2 separate regions of the Mus musculus genome follow, and region 1 is linked to region 2. Evidence: chromatin contacts called from public HiCAR-type data. All regions are on one chromosome and are shown on one strand. The core of a region is the stretch at or near the end of the contact, and the rest is flanking DNA. Distances in the headings are between cores, read along the strand shown.

What was found. HiCAR-type assays count read pairs that join an accessible place to other places.
Region 1: a contact with region 2 is called in a HiCAR-type map of astrocytes, with 2.7 times the contacts expected there. The contact joins the promoter of Pcgf3 here to the promoter of Mtf2 in region 2. A contact is called at or near these places in 1 of 39 promoter capture datasets (neural stem cells), 1 of 484 Hi-C or Micro-C datasets (B cells), 3 of 115 datasets of contacts at active chromatin or transcription factors (astrocytes, embryonic midbrain and embryonic stem cells) and 3 of 9 other capture datasets (adipose tissue, liver and macrophages).

What each region holds. Positions count from the first base shown.
Region 1 is chr5:108,459,236-108,464,274 of GRCm38.p6, forward strand. Pcgf3 (polycomb group ring finger 3) reads left to right here and starts at 2,024. Exons shown (of 11, transcript NM_172716.5): 1 at 2,024-2,216.
Region 2 is chr5:108,062,517-108,066,986 of GRCm38.p6, forward strand. It overlaps Mtf2 (metal response element binding transcription factor 2), which reads left to right and starts at 3,158. Exons shown (of 15, transcript NM_013827.3): 1 at 3,158-3,449. The coding sequence starts at 3,445.

The sequences.
Region 1 (5,039 bases), core at 774-3,273, 400 kb after region 2:
TTAACTCAGTTTTAGGGGATCCAATACTCTATTTTAGCCTCCAAGGAAACTGCACACATGTGGTATACAGACATGCATGCAGGCAAAAACACCCATACAATTAAAATAAAGATAATCTTTTGAAATGTTTTTTTTAAAAAGAGATATAGGGTCAGTTCACTCTGTTCTGGGTTAAGACAGCAGCCTAGGTGGGTGGGTGATGTGAAGACCATCATTACAGAGAACAGAGGGTTTACCAAGTACCCCAGAGAGGCTAGCTGGAGACAGAAGTAAGGAAGAAGGCATTCCCTCCCCTATCATCAAACTGAGCACCATAATTTCAGGTTTCTTCATTTGCTTGGCTGAACAAAAATATATACATGTACCTGTGAACTTAGTATCAAGACAGTCACATGATTTCAGGTCTCTTCTAGTCTCCAGAAATCTGGTTTCTGTCCTAGGTAAAGCCACTGGGTGGGTTTTGAGCAGGGAATTTCCCCCCAATTAATGCTTTATAAAAGCCACTATTTTGTGCTGAAAGTAGTCAGGGAGCAAGGACAAAACACAAGGATACTAGTTGAAAGCTATCTGCTCACCTAGGGATACAGGGTTAGGATTGGGGAAGGGACACATAGCTGGATTCTAATGTGTCAGCTGTTAGTTAGAGGAAGACTTCAGCGCTGGAAGGTGGGGGCCTAAAGTGGGCAACAACTTTCAGGAGAAACCAGAGGTTGTGTAAAGCGAGAGTTCCCTGAAGGTATCCCTGATAGACACAGAAGCAAGGTCTGAATCCTGGACCTAGAATGACATCTGAATATGGTCTTACCTAAGGCATGACAAGCCCATGTGAAGACAAGTGGTTTAAGGGTCTAGCTGTCTGTCAAGCTAGATGACTTCCTGAGATCTGTGCCCTAAGTCCAGGCCTGCTCATGGTCTTCTCAACAGTACCTCTTTGCTACCTCTAATACCAACACCAGATCCTCCATTATTCTAGGACTCTCCCTCAACCTTCTCCCCCATCAGTAGTCTCTCTGTGATACAAAGGCTGCCAGGCTTCAGTAGAGTATATTTGCCTTCCTGGGTGCCTATTCTGTTTTCCTTTCTTTCTTTCTTTCTTTCTTTCTTTCTTTCTTTCTTTCTTTCTTTCTTTCTTTCTTTCTTTCTTTCTTTCTTTCTCTGAGACAGGGTTTCTCTGTGTAGCCCTGGCTGTCCTGGAACTCGCTTTGTAGACCAGGCTGGCCTCGAACTCAGTAATCCACCTGCCTCTGCCTCCCAAATGCTGGGATTAAAGGCGATAACCCCTTTCAACCTCATTCTTTGCATGCCCCTTCTCCCAAACACCTGCTGGTTGGCCACCTTGCTGCTTCCTTGTCCCACCGCCTGTCTAGCATACAGCTGCCACAACCACTTTGTTTCCTAAGAACAGACTTCCAGTCCAGCATGGTAGGGCATTCCTTTAGTCCCAACACTTGGGAGGCAGAGGCAGGCGGATCTATGTTAGTTCGAGACCAGTCAGGGCAACACAGAGAAACCCTTTCTCGAAAATACAAGTAAACAAACAAACAAACAAACAAACAAGAACAGACTTTCTTTTCTCAGTTTATGCCCTCTGCCAGTCACAATGCACAGTGGACAACGGACAAATTGTGGGTTTCCACGGTCCGAAAGGCCAGCATAAGGGTCTCTCTGTGTCCACAGTGATTCCAAGAAAGGACAAAAATGTAAGCAGAAGGTTTATGGGGGTAGGAAACCCGTGGTCTAGATACTCCGGTTTCGTTCCTAACTCATGCAGTTGCCTGTCAGCGCGCGTCCTGAACAACCCGGCGGAGTTTCTCCAGGTAGTGCTTCTGACCACGCCTCCTGACCCACCTCTCACCTGTGACCACACCCCCGAGCTCCACCCTGCCTGTCTCGCCGAGCCAGCTTCCTGAGTCAATTGCTGCCTGCACGCGCCTGCGCTCTCTGGCCCCTCCTGCACCCCACCCCTATAGGCTCCGCCTTTCAGAGGCCCCGCCTCTCTCGTTTGCGAGGTGGGAGCTGAGCCACACACTGCGCATGCTCCAGCCGCGGCGCCCCCGACTCCGCACTCGGCTGGGTTCGGGCATTTCCGCCTCTTTGTTTTAAACTCTGCACGGCTTTTTTCTCCTCCTCTTGGGGGGGACCCAGAGGGAGCGGCGCCCCCTCCCCCTCCCGGCGAGCCCCCGCGTGCGCCCGCTCGCCCGCCGCCCGAGACGCAGGTCAGTGAGCCCGCCCCGCCTGGCCTGGCCCGCGCGCCCGCTCCTCAGGCCGCGGGCCTCGGCCCATGGGCGGCAGAAGGCTGCGAGCCCAGCGCCCCCGGCAGGCCCGGGAGGCGGGACCCTAAAAGCCTGCGAGAAGGCCAGGACTTCTCGCAGGTCTGGACCCCGGGAGGGCAGAACCCAGGGCCATGCTGGATCCCGGAACAATCTGGACCCAGGGAGGACAGGGACCTTGGACCAGACAGAACCCGGGGAAGAGCCTGCACAAGGCTGGACCCTTGACCAGGCTAGACCGGGGTGGGCAGAATCCTAGACCAGGCAGAACAGCAGCCGAGGTGGATTCCGAGCAGTCTGGACCCCGAGAAAACAGGACCTAGGGAAGACAAGGAGCTCAGTCCGGCTAGACCTGGCACCAGGCACGATTCCAGAGAACAGGACCCCGGAAGAACAGGAGTCTGGGCCAGGCTGGATCCAGGGGGATCAGGACCGCAGACCAGGCAGGACCCAGGACCAGGCCAGAATTACTGAGGGCTACTCACTGAACAGTCCTTAGGACTGGGCAGCTCTCCCATAGTTCTGGGACCCCAGGACAGGTGGAGCCCCGACTCTTGGAATGGACACTTGGGGGAGGGTCAGTATTAGAGACCTGACAAGAGTCTAGAAAAGGTCATTGAGGAAGAATGGCTCCCAGGACCTGGCAGGACTTAGAAAATGGCAGAATCACTTAGATGGGCCAACTAATGATAGATTACAGAGGAGGGTTAAGACCCTGAGACCACCCCACAGAGGGCCAGGGTGCTGGGACAAGGCCATAGGAAGGTCAGATCTCCCAGGGACAAATCGGCTGTAGAGAGCTGGGAAATCAAGGCTGGCTCAAAGGAATCTGGACCACTGTGGCAGTCCTTTGAGCAGTTTGAGGCCCTGAGGGTGAACTGTGAGGAGAGTTCAGAATATAGATAGGCTTCAGGACAAACAGGACCAAAGGTGGGTCCCTTTAAAATGAAAGCCTTGGAGCTGAACCGTGAGGATGGTCCTCAGGGATTACTTAGATAATAGTTGGAACTTTAAGGCAGGGAGGGCCTAGGACTCTAGTAATTGACCCCCGAACTCTGCTGAAAAGACTACTAGGCATTGGGAGGTTTCGATCAGCCCAGCCACAGGGAACCTTTGCTATGAAGTGCTTACACTCCCCACAGGTCCCCTAGCTTCTTGATGTTACAGAGTGGGTGAGGCTCTCAGCACAGTTGCAAGGCAAAGTTGGAGCTCAGCTGGGCTCCAAGGACTCAGGTATCAAGGGCATGCCCTGTGCTTGCTGCTTCATGCCCCAAGCCTCCAAGTTGCCTTTCGTCTGGTCTCCCCAGCTCCTACAGGACTGTGCCTTTCCCTAGTCTTGACCCCAGGTCAGTGGCTGTACCTTCACCCTCCTTCCTCCTCTCCCAGCAGGTCTTGAGGGTGTGGTGTAGAGAGGCTAGAGGCTAGGTGTCCAGTGGGGAGGAGGCCTTCCAGGAATAGGTAGGAAGGTGAGGGCAGTGAGCAGAGAGGACTGAGGGCCTTTTGAATAGATGAACACCTAGCACCCACACTCCTGTTTCTCTCCTAGAAAGGAAAGAGTTTTTGTTTCTCTGAAATCTTCCCAGCCAGTCTGTCATGGAGAACACAATATTTGTGGAAAAGTGAGATGTGTTTTTACTGTTGTGGGAGACACTAGGGCAGGTACTGAGATGTTCACTGAAAACCTGATATGTTTCAAGATAAGAAAGCAAGGCATTCTAGAGTGGCCTAGCTCCCACACAGACCTGGGTGGTCAACAATGGCTGTGTTGCTCTGTGGAAGTTCTGCTCTGTCAGGCTGCACTTAAAAGTGCTGGAGACAGGGTGAGAGCAAACTCTGGGCTGTTTGGATTCCTAAGAGATATTTGAGCTGGCCAGTTCTATGTTTCATTTTGAGCCACATCACGGTTTGGTTTCTCAGGGAAAAACAAGTCTAGGTTTCTTAGCATGGGTGTCAACTGAGTTGTGTTCAAAGTGGAAAGTTGTTATTTGCCAAGTGTCCTCACACTTGGGAATCTTGTACCGAGCGCTTACCTCTGATTTTTTTCTTTGCTGTGCCCTTTATTGTATTTTGCTGTGTGAAATGTTAGACAAGAACTGAGCATTTGTTTAGGTTTGATGGTGATCTTCAATTTCCTATGCTTGGATTTCTGAACATAGAATGGTATTGAAGGGTTATATTATTTATATGTTGCTATATAACAAGCTACCTTAGAATGTAGTGCCCTAAGATACCTAAGATATTGGTTCTGCTAGAAGGTGACGAGCCCAGGCCTGACTTTTCAGGTTTCCTGGCCAGGTTCCTTGGTCAGGGTACTAGTTAGGTCAGTAGAAGGTGGATCAGGCTCTGCAGTATTGCTGTCAGCCAGGCACTTAGCAAGTTTTAAGTATCATGTGGCCCATACCCTAGAAAATTTCATAAACAAATTAAGAGTTATGTGTAGATGCAAACATGATCTCTCACAACTGTAATCCCAGCTCTTGGGAGCTGAGACAGTTTCAGTGAGTTTGAGTTTGAAGCAAACCTGCACTACAGTAGTGAATTCCAGACCGATTTGGCCTATAGAGTTAGATTCTATCTCAGAAAATTGTTGTATGTAGAATGGTGTGTTAGAATAAGGCCTCTAAATAAGGTATATAAGGTTCCTTTGATGTTACTATAAAAGTTCAGATGATTGTAATGCATGCATGTATACCATTTAAGAGGCATCTGCTATAAAAGAAAAGGTTCCTGGTAGTTAACTTACTATTTGGAATGCTCTGGCAAGCAGAC
Region 2 (4,470 bases), core at 1,908-4,407:
GGGGTCACTGGCGTGGCTGCAAAGCAACTTCTCTCAGGTTTGGCACCATATGATAGGTTATTTCTCTGCTGTTGGGGTTTGAGAATCGCCACTCAAACCATATAAGCACTGACCTCAGTTAAGCAAGAATAGTTTATTGAACAAACACCTTAAACTGAATGATCAGGACTGCAGAAAGAACTCAGAAACCTAATTTTGGTAGTAGTCTGCTCTTAGGGTAGGTTTTTTTTTTTTTTTTTAAATAGGAAAAACCAGGTTCAAAGGTTTAAAGGGAAAGGAGGGGGGAACATTTGGTTGACTAGGCAAAATATTACCAGCTGATCGTTAGGAATTTCCTGTGACTGGCAGGCATGTTACAGCAAGAATATGAAATAGCTGGCAGGCATGGGTCAAAATGGCTACAGCTATTCTGTGGGTGGGTGTCAGTCCATTACATCTGCTGCTACTGGTGAAATGAGCCAATTCAAGTCAGATTAGGCAGGTTTATTGGGAAACTGCTCTCCAGAGAGTGAGTTCACTGGCCCTAAAGAAGGAGGCCAAGGATGTCACCATGGGGGTGGGGGAAAAAAGAGAAAAAGGGTGCTCTTGAGAAAGAGAAGAGGAGGTACAGAGAGAGAGAGAGAGAGAGAGAGAGAGAGAGAGAGAGAGACCAAAATGTCTGACTTTTATAAGGAAGAGCCTCTGGGGGAAGGGCAGCCCAGCAGCCCCTGTGCTGAAAAGTTCAGGGTTGGGGGAGAGAATGACAGGGACTGAGGGATGCTGGGAGAATCTGCAGGCCAGGTCTGTTTGGGTATGTAAAATATGCAACTCAGTCCATGTACTGTGGTACAAAACCAATCACTCATGTCTACATAGGAAAAAAATTAAAGAGGTGTCAAGCACAGGTGGTGGCGCACGCCTTTGATCCCAGCACTTGGGAGGCAGAGTCAGGAGGATCTCTGAGCCTGAGGTCAGCCTGGTCTACAGAGTGAGTTCCAGGACAGCCAGAGCTATACCCATCTCAACAAACAAACAAACAAACAAACAAACAAACAAACAAACAGAAAAAAGGTGTCTTAGAGTTCTTTAATTTACAAAGTATTAGATCACTTTTTGTGACCAAAGGTGCCAAAGTTTAGGTCAGAAAGTGTAAAGCAGATTATGTTTCCTTGTATCGAGTTTTAAATTATGGCACCCACCTGATGTATAGTTTGTTTTCAAGATTTATATTTACTTATTTTATGTATATGTATAAGAGAGTCCTTCTCTTCAGACACACCAGAAGAGGGCATCGGATCCCATTACAGTTTATGACCCATTGTGTGGTTGCTGGGAATTGAACTCAGGACCTCTGGAAGAGCAGTCAGTGCTCTTAACCACTGAGCCATCTCTCCAACCTCTTTTAAAAGACTTACCTATTTTTATTTTATGTACTATGCTGTTTTGCCTCTTAGAATTAGAGCTAAAGACACTGTGATCTGTCATGTGGGTGCTGGGAATTGAACACAGGTACTCAAGAGCTCTTAACTACTGTGTGTGTGTGTGTGTGTGTGTGTGTGAGAGAGAGAGAGAGAGAGAGAGAGAGAGACAGAGACAGAGACAGAGTGTGTGTGTGTGTGTGTGTGAGAGAGAGAGAGAGACAGAGACAAGAGAGTGTGTGTGTGTGTGTGTGTGTGTGTGAGAGAGAGAGAGACAGAGACAGAGAGACAGAGACAGAGAGAGAGAGTGTGTGTGTGTGTGTGAGAGAGAGAGAGAGACAGAGACAGAGAGAGTGTGTGTGTGTGAGAGAGACAGAGAGAGTGTGTGTGTGTGAGAGACAGAGAGAGACAGTGTGTGTGTGAGAGAGTCAGATACAGAGACACATGAGAGAGAGAGAGAGACAGAGAGAGAGAGAAAGAGGGAGAGACACAGATTGATATAATGTACTGAATAAAATATACTGTATAATACAAAGCTAGCCATGGTGGCTCAGGCCTTTTAATCCCAGTACTGAGGAGGCAGAGACAGGAAGATCTCTGTGAGCTTGAGGCAAGCCTGGTCTACACAATGAGTTCCAGGACAACCAGAGCTATATAATAGATAGACTCTGTCTTCAAAAAAGAAAAAAAAATGTAGTATAATATGAATATGCCTATTTGCCAGATTTTTCAGAACCTAGGTAAAGGGAACTCTTTTTTGTTTTGTTTTGTTTTGTTTTTCGAGACAGGGTTTCTCTGTATAGCCCTGGCTGTCCTGGAACTCACTCTGTAGACCAGGCTGGCCTTGAATTCAGAAATCTGCCTGCCTCTGCCTCTCAAGTGCTAGGATCAAAGGCGTGCGCCACCACCGCCCAGCTTAAAGGGAACTCTTGAAATATGAGTGAAAGGAATTTAGATCATAAGAGGTATTTCTTCAGAGAGAAAATTCAGTACTGCCTCTGTGACATAATCTGTGATAAAAAGTATATGACTCTGAAAATATTTTCACAAAATAGAAACGTATTACAGGTGTTTCTATAAGTGCTGGGTTGCATTCAAATATAAGTCAAAGATATAAGCATGCATTCCATTTATCAGCTGGGCCTCATATAAAAGCCTGCAATAGTATGAAAGTTGTGTGTTCCTTCAATCAACTGCTTTGCAGGAGGGTATGCTCAAATTTCACTACAATTAGGAAAGGTCACAAAGCAGGTAAACAGGGAAAAAAAAATCTCGTTCATCGTCAGAGGAAAAAAAAGTGAAAATCTCCCATTACAGATTCCAGATAAGTTTGGATTTGGATAGTATTCATTGAACGAAATTTGCCATCCAGGGTCTCCTCCCCACTTAAGGGGATTATAACAGCAGGCCTCTAGGTGAAGGTAAAAGAAAAGTATTTTTTCCAGTTAATAATTTCCTTTCTTCAGAAAGGAAATCACCCCATCAAGATGTACTGAGCAATATCCTATTTCTGAGGGCATTAAAAAAGACCGCACGAAAGACTGGACACGATCTCTCTTTTTAAAAGACCTAGTAAGGCAAGCATCAGCGTCGGGAAGCGCTGCGCTCACTATTGTGTCTGCACCGGCAGCAAGAGGACTTAATTCCACCGCGACGTTAAAGAGTCCCTCTTTGTTCAGCGCTGGTCCGGGACGCAGGGCGCGGTGTTCCTCCGCGCTCGCCGCGCAGGCCCCGCCCCTCTGCGGCTCTGGAGAGCTGCCATTCGGCCCCGGAGTAGCTCCGCGCTCCCAGAATGCACCGCTAGTCCGCGGGAAACCAAAATGGCGAAGGGCTGTTGCGAAGTGGTCTGTGTTTGAGGCCGGTGTGAGCACGCACATTCTCCTTCCTAACCCTCGTCCCCAAGGAACTCGGTGTGTGTGTGCGTGTGCGCAGGGCTCCCGCTGGGGCGGGTGCCCAGGGAGTGCCCGGACTCGCGGGGGAGCGCCCACGGGAACGAGATTGCTTCTATTTTCCTGTATGAAGCGGTTGGCACCACTTAAGTGACCGAATGAGGTGAGAGACCTTGGCCTGGGAACCGACTCTTTGGGAGGAGGTTGGGATGAGGAGAGACGAAAGAAAGGAAGCAAAAGAAAGGGGAAAGATGGAGGCTCCGCTTTGGGCAAGGGAGTCCTGTGTGGGGGTGTTTTTGCATTGATGCATATGTTGAAAGAATGGATCGGGAGGGGTAGTCAGTGAGATGTTGGTAAAAATAGGGACTGGGGGAAGGAGCGGGGCGCCCCGCTCGGGAGTCAGTTGGTGGAATTAGATAAAACGTTGAGACAGGGAAGCTGTGTTTGGAGGGCAGGAAGGAACCTGGGGGCGGGAGACGGTTGGAGGGGCAGGATGAACCTGGTGATGAGGGGGTGGGGAACCGAGGGGAGGAGCCGTCAGAATGCGGGGAGCCTAGTAGAGGGGCTGACTGGCACTTTAAGGGGTGCTAAGGAAAGTAGCAGTTTGGAACCAGAGGGTGCTGGAATTGTGTGGAATTGTGGTAGGGGAATCTAGTGGTGGGCTAGATAGCTAGCGTACGAGGATGAGGAAAATACCCTGGAAAGCAAGCCCTGGAAGCTTAAAGAGAAGAAGTGATAGGTGAATTGATACGGGGAAGAGATAGCTTTTATTTGGAGGCATTTCTTCCGTTCAATTAAAATTTCTTGCCCTGATAATTTGTATTCATCATTACAACTTAGTTACTTACGGCACTAAGGGGTTTAACCAAAATTTTCCAGGATTTCTTAACACATTTCCATAGTGCCAGAACTCTTAACTGTGATTTACAATCTGCAGTCCTTGGTGGTTAATTTTTTCTTTGGCAGAGATGGATTTATTGAGTGGTACGAGAGATTGTGAACAATAGGAAAAGGGGTATGGAATGCTGTTTTATTCTTTAAAACCTTTAACTTTGGTTGAAGATATTACCATGCAACAGTAGTTAGAATTTGAAAACCCAGACAAGCCTGTAATTGACATAGAAAAGTACCTCATGAGATCAAAGTAGAGCTAGAAATATGTTAGTGGTTGGTTGACTCCGTTT